Linked DNA regions of Sus scrofa: region 1 is linked to region 2. A link is a contact called in public Hi-C data. All regions are on one chromosome and are shown on one strand. Each heading gives the region's core, a stretch centred on a gene start, on an enhancer-like site or on the middle of the called end of the contact. The rest is flanking DNA. Distances are from core to core; before and after follow the strand shown.

Region 1 (3,469 bases), core at 902-3,401, 350 kb after region 2:
TTCAATTTCTTGCTGATAGCAGAAGGAAAACGCTCGAGGCAATCCAATATCCTGATGCTTGGCAGCTTCAAGTACAGAACATGAGTTACTAGAGCTCTGAAAAAACATGAAGCAACAGGAGCGCTATCGACATGCGACAACACAATCTCCTGACTGAACAAAGAAAACCCACTTTAATAGAAGAAACAGCCAAGCGATCGCCGTAACTTTGAAGAACTTTTGGGACGCTGAGGAGTTTTAAACATCCCCAAACCACATACATCCTCTCAATTTTAAAAAGTTATTAAGCTCAATGAGAAAAAAAAAAAAAGCCTCGAGACCTAACGAAAACCAAATTTATCCATTTACCGCAAAAGAGCAAAGCCTTGAAAGTCATTTTCCCTACCTGTGTTTGTGAGAGACTCGAAGTCCCAGCAGCAGAGCACGCATTTGCAGTGAACAGAGGGCATGTAAACTGCAAAGCAGTAGCGGCCGCAGCGGTCTTGTTTTTCACCAGTGTTGTGCATTTGTTTTGTTGCTGATGAAGAGGAACGTTCATTAATTCGGACGGATGTCGAATAAGAGTCACCAAACTGCCAAAAGACACAAAAGCCCCAGAAGTAGGCTAAGTTCCCTGAAACACTGCCATCCCCACCACGCTCTAACGGCTAACAGTCCAGGTTCCAGGCAGGAAATCTGTGACAGTGCACGCCCCGGCGTCATCGTGGAAGTCGCTAGACACCTATCAACGGCGGTGCAGGGGACAAGTTCCAACTTCCTTCTCGCTCACACCGGAGGGCGGGGCTGTGTGTCATCTTTTAGTTACACCTCCCCTCCCATCACGCCTCTGACACCCATCTCTGGCTTTCTGGCCCTCCTCCAAAATCTGATGACGGCGGGCAAAATGGGAAAAAGCCGGGGTGTGGGCCAGAGGGAAAGCTGGGGAGACACCCCAGCGGGTGTCTGCGAGGAAGGAGGGCTGCCTGCTGGAGATCTGTCCTTCCGTCAGGCTGCATGTGTGTGCACAAGACAAGGTCAGCACAACCTGAGCCCCCGGAGCGGGAAGCAAGGGCCTCTCCGGACATCTAGGTGGGTGGTCCGGGGCAAAACCTTTGGCGCTCGGAGCATCGCTACACTTGTCTCAACTCATCTCCCTTCCAGACGCAGCGTGCACCCGAGGCCAAGGCTTTGGGGGCTGTGTGCAGGCGCTGCGAGCTTAGTATGGGCTCGCAGCGCCTGCGAACAGCACACGACCTCGGACCCGCCGAGGTCGGCTCCCTGTTAAGATGCAAGCCAGGAGACTGGCGGTCTCCGCATGGGACCCGGGGGTCGACACCCGCACCGAAGCCGGTGCTTCTCTGCACGGGACCCTGGTCCACACCCTGACCGAGGCGGCCGCTTCTCCGCACAGGACCCTGGTCTACACCCAGACCCGGCGGGATGCACCCACTTGTTGAGCGCCACGCCGGGCTCGGGGGGCTCGGCGCCGCGCGGGGCGGGCGGGGGCTCGGCGGGGATGCTGTTGAAGCGGTCCTCCAGGCGGACGCGCACTGCCGACTTGGCCCGCGCCTCGGGCGCGCCCTCCGCGTTCTCCTTGCCGGCGCCGTCGGGCGCCTTGGGCCGGGGTGCGCCCGGGCCCGGGCCGTCGGCGCCCGGCGTCTTCTCGGCGGCGGGGGGCGCGCCCGCCTCGCTCAGCAGCATCATGCGCAGCTCCTGGAAGTCGATGTGGCCCAGGCACGGGTTGGCGCCCGCGAAGCCGCCGTCGGCCAGCGCGGGCGGGCACAGCACGGGGTACACGGGCGCCGCGCCCCCCGTCGCCGCCGCCGCCGCCGCCGCGCCCCCCGCCGCCGCGAAGCCCCCGGCCGCCGCGCCCGGCGCCGCCGCCGCCAGGAAGGCCGAGTTGAGGCGCGTCTCGAGCTCGCCGTCGGCCGCCGCCGCCTCCATGTGCGAGTAGAGGATGTGCTGCAGCTGCGTGTACTCGATCTCCGTCATCTCCACCAGGCTCAGGTCGGTGGTCGTGAAGCTCAGCCCCGCCTCGCCCAGCGCCGCGTCCGCGCCCTCGGGGCCCGCCGGCCCGCCCGCCTGCGGCGGCTCCCGCGGCCCGGGGCCCGACATGCCGGCGCCAACGGCGGGGGGGCGCGCGGGCGGGCCGGCGGGGCCAGGCCGGGCGGGGCGGGGCGGGGGCGCGGAAACCGCCGGCCGCAGCGCGCCTGCGCCGCCCGCCCGCAACGGCAGCCCCTCCCCGGCGCGGCCCCGCCCCGCGGCCCGGCCGCGCCAACCGCCCGCCCCGCCCCCGCCGCGCCGGCCCCACCCCGGCTGCGCGCGCAGGTCGGGGGCGGGCGGGCGGCCCGAGTGGCCGCGCGAGGGCGCCCAGACCCGAGCGCCGCGGCCTCAAGCCGTGCCCCGCACCGCCCGGTCGGGTATCCGCGGGTCCAGGGTGGCGGGGCCGGCCTTCCGGGGCCCGGCCGGGGAGCAGGGCCCAGGCAGCAGGTGCATCTCTGCGTTCACGGAGCCACGGGGTGCTGTGCAGCGCCCCCTTCTCAGAGTGGCGGGAGCAGTAGGTGAGACAGCTGCCCCGCTCCAGGTGTGACAGGGCGCTCTGTACCTGGTGCAGAGGCAATCAAGGGAATGCACGTGTCGCACGGGCTCATCCCCGCGCAGGGCAAGCCACGCGGGATCAATGCACTCCTCAAACTCTGGCCGGCGAATTGAGTTGGAAAGCACATGCCACGTGGGTCCATCCATTGCAAGTGCGCCATTCAGTGGTCGTGTATCACAGCGCATCACATCCCACCAAAAGTGAAGTCACAGTGTCTCAGAACACTTCACCCAAAGAAATCTCACGCCCATTCAAGCTCTCCCTATGAATGGCATCATACAATAGGTGGGTCTTTAAAAGAGTCACTCCTGCAGGCTCAGAATAATTACTGCACCCACCTCTCACCCACACCCACATCTCAACCAGAAGGGAATGATGGCTTACAGGACAGCTGATTAATCATTTAGAAAAGAGTTAGCACTTTTCCCACCCCTAAGATAAAAATTAGTTTCAGGTAATTGCAATACCTAAATTTGAAAAGCAAAATTGGAGTTCCATTGTGGCTCAGCGGTAACGAAGCAATTAGTATCCATGAGGAAGCAGGTTGGATCCCTGGCCCCACTCAGTGGGTTAAGGATCTGGCGTGGCTGTGTCTGTGGTGCAGGCCAGCAGCTGCAGCTCCCGTTCAACCCCTAGCCTGGGAACCTCCATGTGCTGCACCTGCAGCCCTAAAAAGACAAAAAAAAAAAAAAAAAACCCAAAAAAACCTATAAGGGAAAAGAACATAAATACACACGGCACTGAATCACTGTTCTAAACACCTGAGGCTGACACCTGTAAATCAACTATACTTCAAGTTAAAAAAATAAATAAAAAGCAAGTTAAACAACTGCTAAATATACAGAACGATATTGATAAACTCTTTGAGAAAATTCTAAGCACGACACCATC
Region 2 (3,199 bases), core at 361-2,860:
CACGAGGGTTTATTTCGGGGCTAAGACTCTGGCAGGCCCCTCTCTGCCACTCTCCTGCTACTCTGTCTCTTACCTTCCAGTTAGAGATAAATCTTTTTTAAAATTTATTTTTAGAAAATGGTATGGCTGCATGCTGCAGCATGTGGAAGTTCCTGGGCTAGGGATTGAAATCTATGCCACGGCTGCGGCAAGGCCGGCTCCTTTAACCCACTGCAATAGGCTGGGGGTGACCTGAGCCACTGCAGTCGACTCCTAACCCACTGTGCCACAGCAGTAACTCCTACAGAATCTCTTGAAGACCAGGCCTAGCTGGACAGGTAGGCCAGCTGTGCAGACCCCTGCCACAAACATAAACATGTAATACCTGTGCATGTGCTGGGGGGCCTGGACAAAGCACACCTCTCTCTCTCTTTCTCTCTCTCGGGGCTGGCACAGACACTGAGTGACCCTTCTACAAGGTGCTGGCCTTGGTGACCTCACGCCTGATACCCAGCCGCTGGAGTCCCATGGAAGCAACAGCAGACACGCTGCCCACCCAAACACAGGTATGAAGGAACTTGTGGCCTCAGTCCCCGCCAGGCCCAGAGCTCCACGGAAGTTGGCCATGATTCAGACAAGGCCCTGTGGGGCCAGGCTGATAGGGATCGTGTGCACGTTCACTGGCTTCGTACACCTACTATGTGCAGTCCCACTCGGTGAGCAGAGCCCGCCCTGGGAGAGCCCCCACCTGGGCGAGCCGAGACTCAGGTGCGGAAGTGATGGGGGAGACCAGACTTGGAGGATGGGAGGGTGGCAGCAGCGGGAGACAAGACGTGTGTGGCCTGGGGTCCATCCGGGAGGGGCCTTCCGTTTCATCGGAGATGAAGTCCCAAAGGGACAGGCTGCCGCGCACACACTCCCAGGAATGTGGGCAGGGGGCTCTGGGACACTAATTCTGCACTCTAGGAGTTTCCCGTTTTCTTCACTAACAAATTCCTGGCCGCAGGAATGGGCCTCTCCGTCAGTACTGCTCCATGGAGGTGTAGCGGGGGTGATGCGGTGGGGGAGAGTCCTGGGGAGGGGCCCGATGGTGCAGGGCAAGGGCTGTGGGGGCTCTGCCACTGGGCTTGGCCAAGCGCCTTCGCAGCTTGGTCCTGGTTTCCCGAGGGGTTGGCTTCTAATCCAGGGTGTCCCCCGCCGCAGCCCCGCCGCTGCTCCCGGCCTCCCTCAGGACCGCAGGGGCTCGCCGCACCCTTTGCTCTTATAACCCACGACGCCCCTCCTGCGTCCATCTCCGCGTTGCCTGGCTAGTTTCCCGGGGTGAGTCCCCGGCACGGTCTACACCTCTCACGTTCAGACGAGCGCGGTCCGTCCCAGCACTCCCGCGCCGGCCGCCAGCCCCGCACGCCAACCAGCCTGGGGGCGCAGCCGAGACGGCCAGGAGCCGCAGGGGGGCCGAGACCGCAGCGCAGACGCCCGGTGGCTCCCGCCCACCGGAAGCGGAAGTGCGTCGGCCCGGCCCGCACCGCTCTCCGCGCAGACTCGAGGCAGCGCGGGAGAACCGGAAGTACTCGCGAGGCCCCGCCCCCGTCCGCCAGTAGTGCTGCCGGGGGAACCGGCCCTTCCTTTCTGCGCTCGCGCTCATCGTGGTGACACAAGGTGGGCCGCGCGGCTGGGCTCGGGGCCTGGGCAGGGGGACCGCGCGGGGATCGGGGTTCGAGTCGGGCCGGGGGCACGGCGGGGGGGGTCGGGGCCTGGCCCGGGGGACCGCGCGGCTACCGGAGTCGGGCCTGGAAAAGGGCATGGCGCGGGGATCGGGTGGGTGGGAAGGGGCGCGCGGCCCTTTCCTTACGGCACCGCTTGGGGTCCCGCAGGCGTGCCTTCAACATGCAGAACGACGCGGGCGAGTTCGTGGACCTATACGTGCCTCGAAAATGGTGAGCGCTCCCCACCGCCCCGTAATCCCCCCAACCGCTCCCAGCGAGCCCCTCCCCGCTCACTGCCCTCCCGCCCCCCGCAGCTCCGCCAGCAACCGCATCATCGGCGCCAAGGACCACGCGTCCATCCAGATGAACGTGGCCGAGGTGAGTCGGGAGGATCTCTGCGCCGGGGAGGGCGCAAGGTCTGCCGGACTGGTCTGCGTGTTGACTTCTGAACCCCGGGCTTGGAGCTAAAGGCGTTCGGGTGCGCCTCTTCGTGACCCCCCTTCCTGACTTACAGGTTGACAAGGTGACAGGCAGGTTCAACGGCCAGTTTAAAACCTACGCCATCTGTGGTGCCATTCGCAGGATGGTGAGTGTCCCCTGGTCTCTTTCACTGGCCTTTTGAGCAGGGAAATGGTCTCTCCCTGCGTGTCCTCAGGTCTGAGCAGATGTGTTGACAGAACGGGCCAGAGCCTGTTGGACTGGACTGTGCTGCTGCCAGCCCCTTCCCGGGGGGAGGGAGGGGGGTGGAAGAGGGGTGCTTGGGGGTCCCAAGAAAGGGCCATCCTGATAAGAGACACAGATGGGCCTTGACCTCAGATCCCCAGGGCCTCTCCTGCACTGCCAAGTGTCTGCCCACTGCTGCTGTGCCTCCTGTGGTCCGGCTGGGCCGGGGTGTGGCTGGACCTCTGGGCAGTGGTCTCAGGGTGCTTTTCTTGCCAGGGAGAGTCAGACGACTCCATTCTCCGGCTGGCCAAGGCCGACGGCATTGTCTCAAAGTAAGAGGGTCGGCGTGTGGACAGAGGGCTGGGGGGGGGGCTTCTTCAGAAGCCAGATTTTCATATCTTTCTTCCTTTTCTAGGAACTTCTGACTGGCGAGGCTCACACATGTGGAATGTTTGTCATAAATAAATAGTGCAAGTCCGTCTGTTGTTTCACTGTCTGCTTGGGAGGGATGGTGGTCTCTCCTCTGGGCTCTGAGGGTCGGGGCTGGGGTATCTGCTGTGAGTGGAAGGGGCCTGTCACCTGAAAAGCATACTGCAAAACCAGATTTTACTTAAAAGCACAAGTACATGACTTTGCTAACAGATCCATGACACATGACTTAGGTCAGATGACCACTAAGCACACATTTAAATCCACAACACCTGCCCGGTGCTGAGGGGGCGGCACAAGGCCCTTGGACTCATGTCTGAGCAGGTTCGGGGGGGGGACAGTTTAGGCTGAAGTTAAATGCCTTAAATACTGGCTTCACTGGAGTACCACACAGTGGCAGCTCCTGACATCATTAAAAAGGG

What was found. A called contact is a pair of places that touch in the nucleus more often than the background predicts.
Region 1: a contact with region 2 is called in a Hi-C map of liver, with 6 times the contacts expected there. The contact joins the promoter of TCFL5 here to the promoter of RPS21 in region 2. A contact is called at or near these places in 2 of 47 Hi-C or Micro-C datasets (epiblast stem cells and liver).

Annotation. Positions count from the first base shown.
Region 1 is chr17:62,113,518-62,116,986 of Sscrofa11.1, forward strand. It overlaps TCFL5 (transcription factor-like 5 protein), which reads right to left and starts at 2,152. Exons shown (of 7, transcript XR_002340122.1): 1 at 1,430-2,152; 2 at 386-572; 3 at 1-96.
Region 2 is chr17:61,761,996-61,765,194 of Sscrofa11.1, forward strand. RPS21 (ribosomal protein S21) reads left to right here and starts at 1,611. Exons shown (of 6, transcript NM_001097480.2): 1 at 1,611-1,638; 2 at 1,854-1,916; 3 at 2,000-2,063; 4 at 2,200-2,271; 5 at 2,625-2,680; 6 at 2,764-2,828. The coding sequence starts at 1,867. The coding sequence ends at 2,773. CABLES2 (CDK5 and ABL1 enzyme substrate 2) reads right to left here. Exons shown (of 10, transcript XM_001924509.4): 10 at 2,938-3,199.